Linked DNA regions of Triticum aestivum: region 2 is linked to region 1. The links are chromatin contacts, called in public Hi-C maps. All regions are on one chromosome and are shown on one strand. The core of a region is the stretch at or near the end of the contact, and the rest is flanking DNA. Distances in the headings are between cores, read along the strand shown. Region 1 holds the start of LOC100682483 (potassium transporter 1). Region 2 has its middle 110 kb from the start of LOC123053193.

Evidence for each region. A called contact is a pair of places that touch in the nucleus more often than the background predicts.
Region 2: a Hi-C map of leaf shows a contact between it and region 1, with 4 times the contacts expected there. The contact joins the enhancer-like site here to the promoter of LOC100682483 in region 1. A contact is called at or near these places in 4 of 5 Hi-C or Micro-C datasets (leaf and an unstated tissue) and 1 of 1 datasets of contacts at active chromatin or transcription factors (leaf).

The regions. Positions count from the first base shown.
Region 1 is chr2D:369,933,311-369,937,340 of IWGSC CS RefSeq v2.1, forward strand. It overlaps LOC100682483 (potassium transporter 1), which reads right to left and starts at 2,375. Exons shown (of 10, transcript XM_044476616.1): 1 at 2,070-2,375; 2 at 281-488; 3 at 1-159. The coding sequence starts at 397.
Region 2 is chr2D:370,229,022-370,233,202 of IWGSC CS RefSeq v2.1, forward strand. No RefSeq gene overlaps it. Among protein-coding and RNA genes, the nearest start is that of LOC123053193, 110 kb to the right of the region's middle. Within about 2 kb of position 1,555, at least 1 of the 8 cell types and tissues checked has an H3K27ac peak or open chromatin away from gene starts, as enhancers often do. A contact at or near this core is called in leaf, where this site is marked.

The DNA of each region.
Region 1 (4,030 bases), core at 1,125-3,624:
GGTGTAGAGGATGAGCGAGAGGACGCCCAGGAGATCGTCCCTGTCCTTGATGCCGTCAGGGAAGGTGCTGGAGTAGACATAGAGCGGCGACGTCCCGATGTCGCCGTAGATGATGCCGACGCTCTGGAAAGCCAGGCTCAGCGTCCGCATCCAGCTCACCTGCATCCATCACAGTAAACCAGAGTCAGTCAGTTTGCTCTGTCTGTCTGTCTGTCACGGATAGGACATTGCTGCAACATTACATGGTCACCAGGCTGCGTCTGCGAGACAAGGAACGTACCTGAGACCCATGGTGCTTCGAGTCGGAGACCTTCTCCGCATCGCCGAACAGCGAGTCGTGGCGCTTGAGCGGCGCCGGCGTCTCCGCGCTCCGCGGGTCCTCGACCTGGAGCGACATTTCTGGTCGGTCACCTGCTGCTGATGTTCAAGGTGCACACCTCCGAATGCCTTGGAGGCCTCCTTCAGCTCTCCGGCGGGGCTTATATGGCCTGCATCAATGGCTCCAAGACTTTGAGATGGCAGTGGTGTGAAAACCAAGTAAGTATAACTTTTTTACATTTCCAAGAATAAAAGGCTGGCTTAAATCCGGCGTGGGAGCATTGAAACTAACCAAAAGAATGATTCCTTTGTTCCTAAGCAAGACTCAAGGTTCATTGGGTAGCAAGTGCAGGCCCCTAATAAACCCCTAGTACTATAAATGTAACGAGTCGGTGCGATGCATGTTTCCATATTCTAGTCAAAATTGTTGCTTTCAATTTTTAGTAATCCTGCCTTGTGATTGTGTACTGGAGTACCTAGTACTACCATTAATCTGTAATTGTTGGATTACTCTCTACTGATATGCTATCCTGTGAATGTAAACATTTCCTTTCAAGAATTTTTCTTGAATTGCACCGATAAAGAATCAGCAGGCTTCTCATCTCAGTCGCATACCTTGTCAAAAAACCTCCATATGACTGAAGCATAAGTGACCTCATTTACTCTGTTTTTTACTACAACAACAATTGAAGCAAATTACTCTGTACTATTGAAGAAGAGTTAGTGTACGCTAATTAGTAATTACCACTTTGTTCCGGTCCCCAAATTGTTTTCAAGAATAGTACTCCCTCCGTCCCAAAATAAGTGTCTCAACTTTGTACTAACCTTAGTATAAAGTTGTACTAGAGTTGAGACACTTATTTTGGGACGGAGGGAGTAGTATCTATTGCTGTCATGTATGCATGATTATGCTCTTTTATAAAAGAACAGAGGGATACTCATACCAATAGTATATTCATTTGTATTCCTGTACAAAAACTTACATATTTCGTAAATAAATTGTGTCGATTATGACCTTCAAACCAGGGAGAGATACACCAACCCTGAGTTGAACTCATGCACGAAGATTAGTACTAGTACTAGCGTGGCATGACGCGAGGCAGTATACTACCAGTAGTACTCCAGTTTTCTATAGTTTTCCGCAGATCTTCTTGGGTCATGCACACCGTCCTCACTCACTTCCAAATGATAACAAACCCCATTAGTTTAAGTGGTGATCAGATCACAAATCAGCCTCATTGGCCACACCCTTGACCTTCCGGGCCCCCAAACTCCACACCGTCCACACCTGATCTAGTACTAATACTACTAGCAAGCGTTACTCTTGGAACGAATCTTAATTAACTACTACGTAGTGCTCACATGTGCGCCCAGCTAAGCTGAAACTAATTAACACGGCCAGTTACTCTGTATCAGCAAACCTCTGTTCTGTTAGCGAGTGGTAAAAAGGTGTTCATTTCCTAGGAGTGTTTACAGAGAAGAGAGAAAGGAAAGAATTCCTTTGCGCGATGTAATTTCAGTGCATATGCACAATCAAATAAGTAAACACTTCGAGGAGAATAAGTGTTACAACACTCGAGAATAAAACGAAGAAACTGGAGACGCATGGTTAGAAACCAAAAGAAAGAAAGAAAGGAAACAGGAGACGAAGCTCTCCCTCCTTTGTTGGAAAAAAGAACAGATGATGCGTGCTCCTTGCGTAAGAGAAACAGGCCATTGGAGGTGGGGATGGCGAGTAACTGAGCACCTACCTTGCTAAGGCGACGCAGGGACGGCCGGCGGCGAGGTACGTTCGGTCGGCCGGCTGAAGAGGGGCAGGCGGGACGAAGCCTGAGGAGGAAGTAGCAAGGAGGCGGCAGGCAGGCGAAGGTGTGCAGCAGCTCAGCTCAGCACGCACTGGGCTGGTTCTGGGATGAGGAGTCAGAGAGAAGGCGAGGAGGCCTTTGTTTAAATAGAGGGATCGGCTGGGCATGCAGTGGGAGCCAAAACGAGGAGGAGGAGGAGGAGGGGTGGCTCGGAGTTTGGACTCCAGGTTTCCGCGAAACCATAAAGAACTGAATTATGTGCAGTGTGCTGTGAATTATTGGGCAGCAGCTTATTTTGAACAGAGGGAGAGAAGGAAAAAATGGGAAGCGCGGTGCGCAAGAGCAGAAATGCATTTGCACCCTCGCCAGCCCGCCAGCCGGTCTTCGGCCGCCAAAGACTTTCCGTTTTCCTTCTCTGGGATCTACCAGCTGCTTCCTCCCGTGCAATAATTGATGCCGAATCCATTGTTTTGGTGCCGTTCCCTTCTTTTGTTTCCTTCCTCTTTTTCTACAGCGGCGTGATAAGTGGTAACTTGGCAGCTTATTTTGACATGCGTAAGTAATAGAGAGGGTTGTTGGTTGTTTTCTGGGTGTGACCCAGATGTCATGCCTGAATTGGTTCGCTTCATAAAAGTTTCTCGGCTGCGAGGAGCCATGGCTCCGCTGCTTATCACCATCGGACACTTCATCGTCATCCTCTCTTGGCATGTGTAAAGAAAAGGCTCCGCTGTTTCCGTCCTCTGCGCCTAGCAAGTGCTGGAGTGCACTCTGTCAACAAAGAAGGATTACCAATCACTGACTCTGACTTGAGGATAACTGCCAGTGTTGAACGGCACTCCTCAGTTCGCAGTAAGTAATCAGCAGGAATTCATTTTTTTTCAGTAAGTGGAGCGACAAACTGTCTTGCAGTTCACTAGAGAATGACCTCCACCTCATGTTTCTTGTCCTTGTGTGGTCTTTAAAAAAAATGTTTCTTGTCGTCGGATTTCCAGATGAAATCAGGGGAGACCCTATCAAGCCTTGTCCAAACCAAGCATCTTTTAGATTCAAAGGATTAAGAGAAAATTGCACAAAGAAACAAGTTTTGGGGTTGAGGTTACACAAAACCACAACTTTAGGGGATTTCAACAAAAATCACAGCTTTAGGACTAATTGGTAACACAAACAACAAAACAACCAGTTGAGCATAGATATGACGACAGAGCCCCACTAGTCGGTGATAGACTGATAGCTAATTTTTAGCTTGAGCACACACCGGAGCTCGGCCTACGTTGAGCCAGTTAGATAGGAGCCGAGGTGGCTAGATAAGAGTCAAAACCGGATTGATTGAAATGGACTTGTCGACAAGTTTTATCTTACAAAAATTGTACAAAATCAAAAAATAGTTGTGATAAATTGGATGAAAATTTTACAGATTGGTCGTTTAAGATGTTTTGAATTACTGTAAGAAATATATTTATGTTGAAAACTTTTTTTTAAGAAAAGTTGGTCAAATCTTACAAGAACAGTGAAAATTTAAAATGGCTAGGAAAAATGGATTAAAGATTTATCAGATAGATCTTTGGAAATGTATTGAATTACTAGAATTTTTCTGATTTTTGAATTTTTCCACCGAAATTTGGCCACATCTATAAGATAACTGTCCAAACTTTGAATTTTTTAACCCATTTTAAGATTTTTAAATGATTTAACTTTATAAGTTAGCTAAGCTCAAATCATCTTAAGGACCTCTCAAGCCAAGCCATCTATATAGTTAGTTAACATGGGACCTACATGTCATAATTCTCCTAAAACTAACTAACTGAAGCAGTTTTATGTTTTCTGTTACCGAGTAGTACTAGAGTTGTGGTTTTGTGTAACCTCGACACCCAAACTTGTGTTTTGCGTTTTTTCCCTTGAATCAAAGT
Region 2 (4,181 bases), core at 305-2,804, 290 kb after region 1:
ATGGTTAGGTGTAAAGGAGCTAGTCTAGGGTTTCCTTAATTGTAGGGAAGGAGTTGGCTATTTATAGGAAGGTGACAGTTGGTCCTATTAGACTGGAATGGTTGTGAACAATGTAGGCTGGCCTAATAAGAAGGTATATGTGGCTAATTCGTTTTTACTAATAAATTGCAAGTAATTTGTGGGGGCCCAAACACTGTAGGAATACCATGTGCAAAGTCTGGGACTCTATCTTGGAGCACAAGGACAATAGGGGAAATGGTTTTGATAAAAACATGAATAACATTTAATGGAAAATAACTTAGTTTTGGGTGTTTGGTATTTTTCATGTGTTTGAGAATATTACATGATGACATGATGATGCAACAATAAAATAACAATTATTTATTTAGGGTAGGGGTATTAACCCTAGCCTCAAATGTGATGGGTTTTGATAATTTACTCCTGAATTAGAGATGCACTTGAATTAATGGTCCAAATAGTCTTCAATTGAACATTTCAGATCATAGTCTTGTTCCTCTTCTTCAAATTAGAATTTGAGTCAATATACTTGTTGCTGCAACATGTATGAACTTGTAATATGACTTAAATATTTTGTTCCATAAGAACATATACTTCGCAAGAGAAAATAAGACTATGTAACAGCATTAGATATGCTCTTTTGAATTTTTTATGCTAACCACCACTCGTGTCTTAACATAATTTCTTCCTAGCTTGCGGTTGTATGAAACCAAAGAAAGACTAATTGCGATATGTGAAGGATCACGAGATTCTTTCGCAGTGATACTTTCTGACTCTTTAGTTTTGTAGAGCTCCCCTGAACGTCCTCGTCTTAGCTCCAGCTTCTAGCTCATGTGAGTTTGGGTAAACAGTAAAATCTAAAGAAAAAGAATAGAAAATCATTAAAAAAATCTGATTTTTTTCGGCAAAGAACATTGACATGTGTCTCACATGTGCAAATCTCTGCATTGAAATCGTATTCTTGAAGGCGAGAGCAAAAAAAACCGATGCTCCAAAATGTTTTTCTCAGACCTCCATGAATATGCTTTCATCGCAAAAAGTTGCACACATGTAAAACAGACAACAATGTTTATTGTAAAAAATATCAGAATTTTAAAACATATTTTCTATTATTTGGTTTTTATTATTATTCACTCTAGCTCACACGAGCTCAACCTGAGAAACTCCATGTAATTCCAGTAACCACCTTGCTTTCCTTTGGTTGTTTACTTTTCTACGGTCGTTCCCGTGATACGAGCAAAAGGTAGGACCGAAACATGCGAAGACTCTTCGTCCTATTGATTAGGAATCTCAATCAGGCCACACAAATGCATGCATATCGCAACAGTCGTGCTGCTACTAGCAGGTCCAGTGGTACTAGTAGTAGGGAAAGCAAACGGATTGCACGCATCTGCGTACAACTTTTGGACGCTCGTTCGATACCGTCGCGACTCGTCGGGCGCGAAGCTTCAGCGAGCGGTCCAGCTTCCCCTGCATGCAGCAGTCAACGACGGCGACTGCGATCGAAGACCATGACCGAGCGGCTAGCGCACCTCGTCTCGTCATACCACCCCCCAACTGGTGAAATGCTACACGACAATGAGAACAGCCGAGCGCATCTGTTCACGTCTATTTTTTTGTTGATCGTAGATTTGTAAGGGCATAAGTAAAGCGGACCCTCTAACCTATCGCAACCATCCGGACATTGCGGTCTGTACAAGTTTAGCTATCCAATATGGGACAGTATCAGTTCGGACGCATTTTTCCCCACAAAGTTGAAGGAAGAATATCATACGGAAACCAATATTCAATTAAAACTTTGTGGAAATCATATTTTAAAGTTTTGAAAAAATAAGAAAAAATACGGGATGTTAAGAGGGTGATTTTTATTGCCACGCGAAATTTCAAGTTGAAACACATTACGAGATGTAAGTTATGAAGAAGACAAATTCAGCCCTGAATAGTGACATTATTGTTCGGTAGTACTCAACGCTGATTTTTGTCTTTTTCATAGCTCACATCTCGTAATGTATTTTAACTTAAATTTTTGTGTGGCAATACAACATCATCCTCTTAACATCCCGTATTTTTTCAGATTTTTTTGAAACTTCAAAACATCTTCTTCTCGTGGTTTTCACCTGTTCCCAAAGTTGAAACAAACTATGAGGGCTTTGCAGGAGTTTGGACAGCAGCCACGTAGGACTCCAACAGCCCCGATTCACGCAAAACCCCTCCGGGCCACGCACCTTCATCCTCCCATCTTTCACTGCATTCGTTTTCTCTCTTGTCTTCATCGTCGCTCCACCGCCCCGCCACACCCGTGCCGGAACTCGACGGCTCTGTCTCCTCCAACGCTACACCCGGGCTCCATGCCACTTCTCCTTCGCCGCCGTTCCACACCTCTCCTCCATCCACCGCACAGGTACCATCCACCCCTACGATACTCACCATGTCTGGCAAGTGTTCGGTGAAATGCACATACTAATTTTTTGTACCTTTCTTCTTTGAAGCAATGGATTCGGCTATGAAGTACATATACGAGCACTATGTTGAGTCGTCTGATGGCTCGTCCGACGGGGAGGACTAAATGGATGAGACGGCGATGATGCAGGCGGTCCTTGCAGACGAGGAGCGTGCGGAAGAGCATGTTCTCAATTTCAAGAGATCAATCAAGGGTCATCGAGTGCTCAACCGCAACAGGGCGCGTGGCCATTTGACATTGATGAACGGCTACTTTTCCCCGGATGCAGTATTTGCTAACAATTTTTGCCGCCACTTTTAGATGTGAAAAAATGTCTTCGATCATCTCTACCATTGTGTCCGGTCCTTTGATGACTACTTCATTTTGAAGAAGGATGCCGCGGGAAGGATTAGGTTCTCTGGTTATGGCACGGCCACACTGTGGATGTTTGCATATGGCACGGGCGTTGATTCGTGGGACGAATACCAACGGATGTCTGAAAGCACGTGCGAAGATGCCATGGTAAGATTTGCTACTGTCGTGTTCTCGGTGTTTGGACCTCAGTATCTGGGAGAACCAACTATTGCAAACACCGAGAGGATCTTGGCAATGTCTAAAGCTAGATGGTGGCCAAGTTTGCTCAGATCTCTTGACTGCATGCATTGGAGATGGCAAAACTGCCCAAAATCTCTACAAGGGCAATATCAGGGTTGTGTTGAAGCCCACCATCATTCTTGACGCACTTTCTTTGGCATGCTCGGGTCTCATAATGACATCAATGTGCTGCAGCGATCACTATTGTTTGCTATGCTAATTGAAGGGAATGCTTTTCATTGCCACTATACTGTCAATGGGCATGAATACAACATGGGTTATTATCTAGTTGAGAGTATCTATCCTTCATGTGTTAGCTTTGTCAAGACCATCTCTGACCCATTTGGTCATAAAAATTCTTGTCTAAAGACAAGAAGCAGCTAGAAATGATGTTAAGAGGGCATTTAGAGTTATGCAAGCACATTTTGCAGTTATTCATGGACGTGCTAAACAATGGGATCTAGAGACCTTGTGGGAGGTGATGACATGTTGTGTGAACATGCACAACATGATTGTGAAGGGTGAGGGTGAGGATGTTGTCGTAACTCTTGAAGTTAAGAATGTGGGTGATCATATCAAACATCCAGAGCAGAATCTGACCATATTTGATGATTTTGTTCAAATGCATCAACAAATTCGATATCGAGCAACTCATGAGCAACTGAAGAAAGGTTTAATTGATCGTCTCTGGGTGGTTAAAGGGGACAACTAGTACATATTTGCTAGTTAAATTCAAGTTTGAACCACCATTTGAATACTTTGTTGATGTAATATTTAAATTAGAACTATTGATGCATTTGAACATTTTTTTTAGCTGAACTGAAACTAGATATGCTGCTATTTTGAGCGTGCAGACTTAAAAAGGGTGGCATGCATTTAGCTTTAGATGGTCGGCTCCTATATCAGTGTCCACGGATTGGTCCCCCGATCCATGGATGAATGCGGTGTCCGGTTTGCGTGTCAATATCGGAGATGCCCTAATATAGCTAACCCTCATGCCGAGTGGTATGCATTTTCTCATGTCTAACTAGTGCAACACAATCACATTTAAAATTGATGTGCAAGGTCCTTTTATCCAACTGACATATCGAAATGAAAGGAAGGAATGAACTGAGCGTAGCTCGAATGG